Regions from separate parts of the Mus musculus genome. Here region 1 is linked to region 2. A link is a contact called in public Hi-C data. All regions are on one chromosome and are shown on one strand. Each heading gives the region's core, a stretch centred on a gene start, on an enhancer-like site or on the middle of the called end of the contact. The rest is flanking DNA. Distances are from core to core; before and after follow the strand shown. Region 1 holds the start of Plpbp (pyridoxal phosphate binding protein). Region 2 holds the start of Tm2d2 (TM2 domain containing 2).

Region 1 (2,700 bases), core at 34-2,533, 2.0 Mb after region 2:
GCAGATAGGTAGGTAGGTAGGTAGGTAGGTAGGTAGGTAGATAGATAGATAGATAGATAGATAGATAGATAGATAGATAGATAGAGGCCCCACCCTAAATCTGTAGTATTTATAGGTCTCATTTTTACATCTGTGTACATATGTATGTATACATCCTTGTGCATGCGCACATGCTCAGACACCCTGGCATTCATGTGGAGATCTGCAGGAGTCTGCTTTCTCCTTCCACCATATGACTTTGGACAGCAAGCGCCTCTGACCCCTGACCTGTCTTATCACCTTCAATTTTTTGAAGCAGAGCATCTCTTTGACTTCACGTCCATCCCAGCCTTCACGAACCCTTTAAACTTGACCCACTTATTCCTGACTAGTACTTCCCAACTGCAGCTCCACAGCCAGCTTCTCATTAGGCTCACTCTGTAACAGCCTTCTGGGCCCTTTCAGGTTTTGGGGTTTTTTTCACTGTGGTGACAGCAGTATATGAAGAGGCATTTACCTTCAATATCATTACTCCTAAAGTCTGGGAATGGAGAGAGAGCACTTACTGCTCTTATAGAGGTTCAGAACCCAGCACCCATCTATCCACTCATCAGTTCCAGAGAGTTCTATGCCCTCCTCTGACCTCTGTGGCAGTTCACAGACTTAACGTTCAGGGGAAACACCCACACAACAAAAATATAAATAAAAATATTTAAATTAAAAGGGGGCTGGAGAGATGGATCAGTAGTCAAGTGCACCTGTTGCTCTTGCAAAGGACCAGAATTCTGTCCCCAGCACACATGATGGCTCACAACCATCAGGTCGAGATCCAAAACTCTCCTGGCCATGGCACCACAGATACGACGGTGCATGCACATACATACATGAGGACAAAACAAATCAACGCACATAAAATAAATATTTTAAAAAAGAAATAATAGCTGGGCAGTGGTGGCACACGCCTTTAGACCCAGCACTTGGGATTTCAAGGCCACCCTGATCTAGAGAATGAGTTCCAGGACAGCCAGGACACAGAGAAGCCCTGTCTCGAAAGAAATTTAAAAATGGGAAGGAGAGGGGAGGGAAGGGAAAGGAAAAGAAGAAAGGAAAAAGGAAAGGAACGGAACGGATGAATGAAAGTTACTTTAATGTCTTGGTTTATACCGGCCCGCCCAGCCCTTGAACTCCCTAGGAGGCTTTCAGTCCGGGTAACCTCCGCCTTCCCCAAGATGGCGCCCGCCTGGGTGGCCAACCTCCGCTGGGGAAGTGGCTGGATGGTGAGCGGCGATTGGACCTCTCAGGAAGGGGGCGGGACCGGAAGGTGGGCTCGGTGAGTCGCGGGTCCTCCGGGCATCCTCTTGGGAATGTTGAGAGGTGGCAGCATGACGGCGGAGCTGGGAGTCGGGTTCGCGCTGCGGGCCGTGAACGAGCGAGTCCAGCAGAGTGTGGCGCGGCGGCCGCGGGTGAGGACCGGCGGAAGGGCACTGGGGAGGGCTGGAAGGGGGACACCTACGTGGGACGAGGTGTCACGGTGACGCAGAAGGGGCTCCCGGAGGGGCGGGGGCTGCAGAGGGGATCGCTGGGTTTCCATGGCGGTCGGTCTGGCCTTGAGGATCGGGACTTGCCGGGAGGTTGGCTTGGTTGGAGAAAGGTGTTCATTTAGGGCAAGTGACTCGTATCCAGGCGTCTCGCCATTCGTCATTGCCCTCGGTACCACCACGCCATTCGTCACCACGGTACTAGAGCCCTGGGAGGGCCGTGTCCACCCGCGATCACGTGCGTTGCGGCGGCCGCGAGCCGTGGTCTAGCTGCGCGTGAACTTGACACACACAGAGCGGGCGGGAGCTGTCAGGTGCCCTGTCACAAGCGTTTGTTATTTTCGTATGGTTGTTATGTCCCCCATTGGACTTCTAGACCGGTGCCAGTATCTGCTTTTCTCCATGCAAATTAAGCTACGTTATGTGAAGTGAGACAGAAAAAAAAAAAAAATCAAACACCTTTCCTTTCTGATCTAGTGTTCATGGTCTGAGATTTCAAAATGATGCCTGAAAACCGAAGGCTGAATTAACATAGTCTTCTCTTACCTGATGTCTGGGCATGTCCAGTTAACTACTCTAGCCCTAGCTAGGGTTCCTCACAGGGGAAGGAAATTAAGAGAGCCTTGGGAGTTCCTACCACCTTCCTGGTACCGGAGTTCTCGGGATTTCCCTAATGCAGCCCGCCTCGGGAGTTAGGCCTGCTTGACCGATTTGTCTCTGGAAGCCTCCAGTTAGTTCATCATCACACTAGGAATTAGACACAGTCAGTCCCTCAGAAGGAGGCAGCAGGAGACCGTGTGGTAATTGATGTGACGTCTCCAAGTCCTTGAGAGCACTGTGGTTCTGTGACAGTCTCAGAAACGGTGGGGTAGACGTAAGGAAAGCAGGGAAACCCTTCATTTTATGTAATGGATGTGAGGAGACTTTGCGTGAATCTAATCCTGAACACTGAGTTGTGGGTGTCTCGTTGTCAACTCTGCTGACTGTTGGTTGATTCATAGACTGAACAAGGCAGTGTATGTCTTTATCTCAATTGAGCCTCTTCCAGGGTGAGTGGAAGCGTTATTAATAATTACATCAGGACCAAAATGAGTTTCTAAACTATTTACCTTCGTGTATCAGAAGCCAGAAGTGACCTCCCTGCTAAACAGGATGTTGCCTTCCCTTCATGAAGGATGCTGCT
Region 2 (2,700 bases), core at 87-2,586:
ACGCTAACTTAATTAAAAAGGAGAAAGCCAAAGACAAGAAGCTGTAATTAGTTTCGTGAAGGTCAGCGGTCCTGAACTCAAATCTACACTCATCACCTTTGAAGGCAACAATTTTGTAAAGCCTTCTATTGTCCATAGTGTTCCCGGAGCTCAAAGAGATAACTAAGCCATGCAAACACTAATTTAATACAAAGGATGAAATAAATAACTTATTTCCAGGAAAAAAAGAACCTAGTGTGTTCCCATTCAGTTTCATCATCCACAATATAAATATCTTACATATTTACGGGAAGTTTCACAATTCAGATGTGCTGGCGAACAGTAATTTAATTCTTTCCGATAATCCCCTGGGTTAAACAGAGCAGAGATTCTTTGTCCAGATTTAGATAGATTGAACTACAGGCTCTAGAAACGTAGCGTTTCGTTGATTTTATTATTTTAAGTATCCTTACTAACAAAAAAAAAAAAAAAAAAAAAAAAAAAAACGGCCCAAGGAAAACCCGCCCTCTTCTCCATCGGGATCCCTGTGGACCTACTGCTGAGTCGTCCAAGACGGCGAACGTCAAACCCCAAATCCTGATAGACTGAAGCAAAAGTTCCATCTCCCAGCCCAGAGCTGGTGACAGCCACTCCACCCGCAAAGCACTCGCTGCAGCCCGGGAGTAGCGAGCGCACCGCCACAGTGCAGCCGGCCGCCGGCCACCGGGCTCCGGGTCAGCGCTGACAGGGGAGCCGGAGCCCAGGGTCCGCCTCGCAGCCCTCACCACCCAGCACTCACTCCCCACAGCACGGTTCCCGTCCGGCACCCACCTGGTCGCCCGGCCTCGAGGACTGGGCCCAGCAAGCCACACGCCAGCAGCCACCTTAGTCGCAGAGAGGCAAGGGGCGAGAGCGCGCGCGGCCCCATAGCGAGGGCTTCGGCAGGTTCCGCTCAACGCGCGGCCGCCGCCTCCGCCCCTTCGGTCATCCTTGCAACCCCGCGGGGGCCCCCGGGCTGGCGGGGCGCTCGCCCTCGGCGAGCACGCGCGCGGCACTGACGCAGCAACCCCCCCCCCCCCAAAAACCCCGCCCCTTTCCCGATCCCGCGGCCAGAGGCTGACGTAGGGAAAATACAGTCTGGCCAACCCACCGGCGGCCGCCGCCGCCGCCGCTCCAGTTCGCGCCCGGCTGTTCCGCCCCTCCGCCCGCTCAGCGGAGACTAGAGAAGGTAGGAGGGGCTGGAGGGCGGGGCTAAGGGAAGCTCCACCCTCCCTCCGCTCCGTGCAGCAGTGAAGGGTCTACTGGAGGGCGGAGCGAAGCCAGGCCACACCTTTCCCCTGGCCGTTTCTGATTGGCCGTAGTGGCAGGCGGAGCGTCGAGCTGCGCACGGGTTGGCTGTGGAACGGAGGGTTGCGTACCCGACGTAGAGAGAGGCCTGACAGCGCCGGGCTCCGGTGGGCCGTGGCGGCCTGGCTTTGTTTTTAGGCCAGGTCTCTAGGACCGGCCCCCGGGAAGATGGTGCTGGGCGGCTGCCCTGTGAGTTACCTATTGCTGTGCGGCCAGGCGGCCCTGCTATTGGGGAACCTGCTGCTGCTGCACTGTGTTTCTCGGAGCCACTCGTTTAATGCTACGGCCGAACTGGATCTCACACCCTCGGGCGCCGCTCACCTCGAGGGTCCCGCGGCCTCAAGCTGGGAATACAGCGACCCCAACTCGCCAGTCATCCTTTGCTCTTACCTGTAAGCTGCCGGGACGTGGCGGGCGGACCTAGAGGGGGATCGGGCCAGGGATAGCTGTTGGTTGTGGGAGCGGAAGGCTGCTTCCACCTCGGGGAGGTGATTCCGGGACTGGTGCCTCTCAATTGCCCTGCCACAGAAAGCAATTAAACTGTGTGTTAGTGGTAGATACTGGGAAGGAGTAATGTAGGCTACAGAACCCTTCCACTTCCTGCACCCTTTCTGCTGCCTTGGTTACAGGATGAGTTCAAGGCCAACCAGCCAGCCTGGGTAACTTGTCTCAAATTTAAAAAAAAAAGAAAGAAAGAAAATTCAAGGGCTGGAAATGTAGCTCAAAGGTAGATAGCACCTCTAGCGTATCCAGTTCCCAGTACAGAAGGAGGAACAGATATTAAAAGAGGAACGAAAATAGCATTGCGTGCGGACACAGAAGCAATCGGCAAAAGGCACTGATGAAAAATCTTACTGATTTGCAGACCCGACGAGTTCGTAGACTGTGATGCCCCAGTGGATCACGTTGGAAATGCAACTGCCTCCCAGGAGCTTGGTTATGGTTGTCTCAAGGTGAGGATTTTGTTCTTTGTACAGGCACCTTCGTGGGAAGCATGGCCGGGTGCTGTTAAAGAATTACAGAAGGGCATACAGACAGACTTGATTTTTTTTTTTTTTTTTTACAACTTCATCCGTATAACTGTCGCTGGAAACATGACAAAGGTTTTAACGGCTGAAGAGCACATTTGCTTTCCTCAGGAACCAACCATGCCTGTGCCCAAGCCACCCAAGTGCAAAGACCAACCTGTATTGCTTCCTTTGACTGTTGAAACTAACAAATTAAAGCCAAGACATCGACTGTACTTTCAAAGCAAGGCTTTTCTTAACAGAGCAGCAGCAACAACAGCAAAGCCATGCACTTTGTAAAGCTGGTGCTGAACTGGCCTTTCTTGGTTACACACGCACTTGGAGCAAGTTCCTCATGCAGGTGACA

What was found. Hi-C and Micro-C count contacts between places; a contact is called where the count stands out from the background.
Region 1: a Hi-C map of B cells shows a contact between it and region 2, with 8 read pairs. The contact joins the promoter of Plpbp here to the promoter of Tm2d2 in region 2. A contact is called at or near these places in 6 of 39 promoter capture datasets (HPC-7-derived erythroid cells, hematopoietic stem and progenitor cells, liver and 2 more), 3 of 484 Hi-C or Micro-C datasets (B cells and CD4 T cells), 4 of 115 datasets of contacts at active chromatin or transcription factors (the NIH/3T3 cell line, bone marrow-derived dendritic cells, bone marrow-derived macrophages and 1 more) and 1 of 9 other capture datasets (liver).

The regions. Positions count from the first base shown.
Region 1 is chr8:27,041,272-27,043,971 of GRCm38.p6, forward strand. It overlaps Plpbp (pyridoxal phosphate binding protein), which reads left to right and starts at 1,284. Exons shown (of 8, transcript NM_054057.4): 1 at 1,284-1,442. The coding sequence starts at 1,344.
Region 2 is chr8:25,015,875-25,018,574 of GRCm38.p6, forward strand. Tm2d2 (TM2 domain containing 2) reads left to right here and starts at 1,337. Exons shown (of 4, transcript NM_027194.3): 1 at 1,337-1,718; 2 at 2,192-2,279. The coding sequence starts at 1,495. It overlaps Adam9 (a disintegrin and metallopeptidase domain 9 (meltrin gamma)), which reads right to left and starts at 1,048. Exons shown (of 22, transcript NM_001270996.1): 1 at 811-1,048. The coding sequence starts at 907.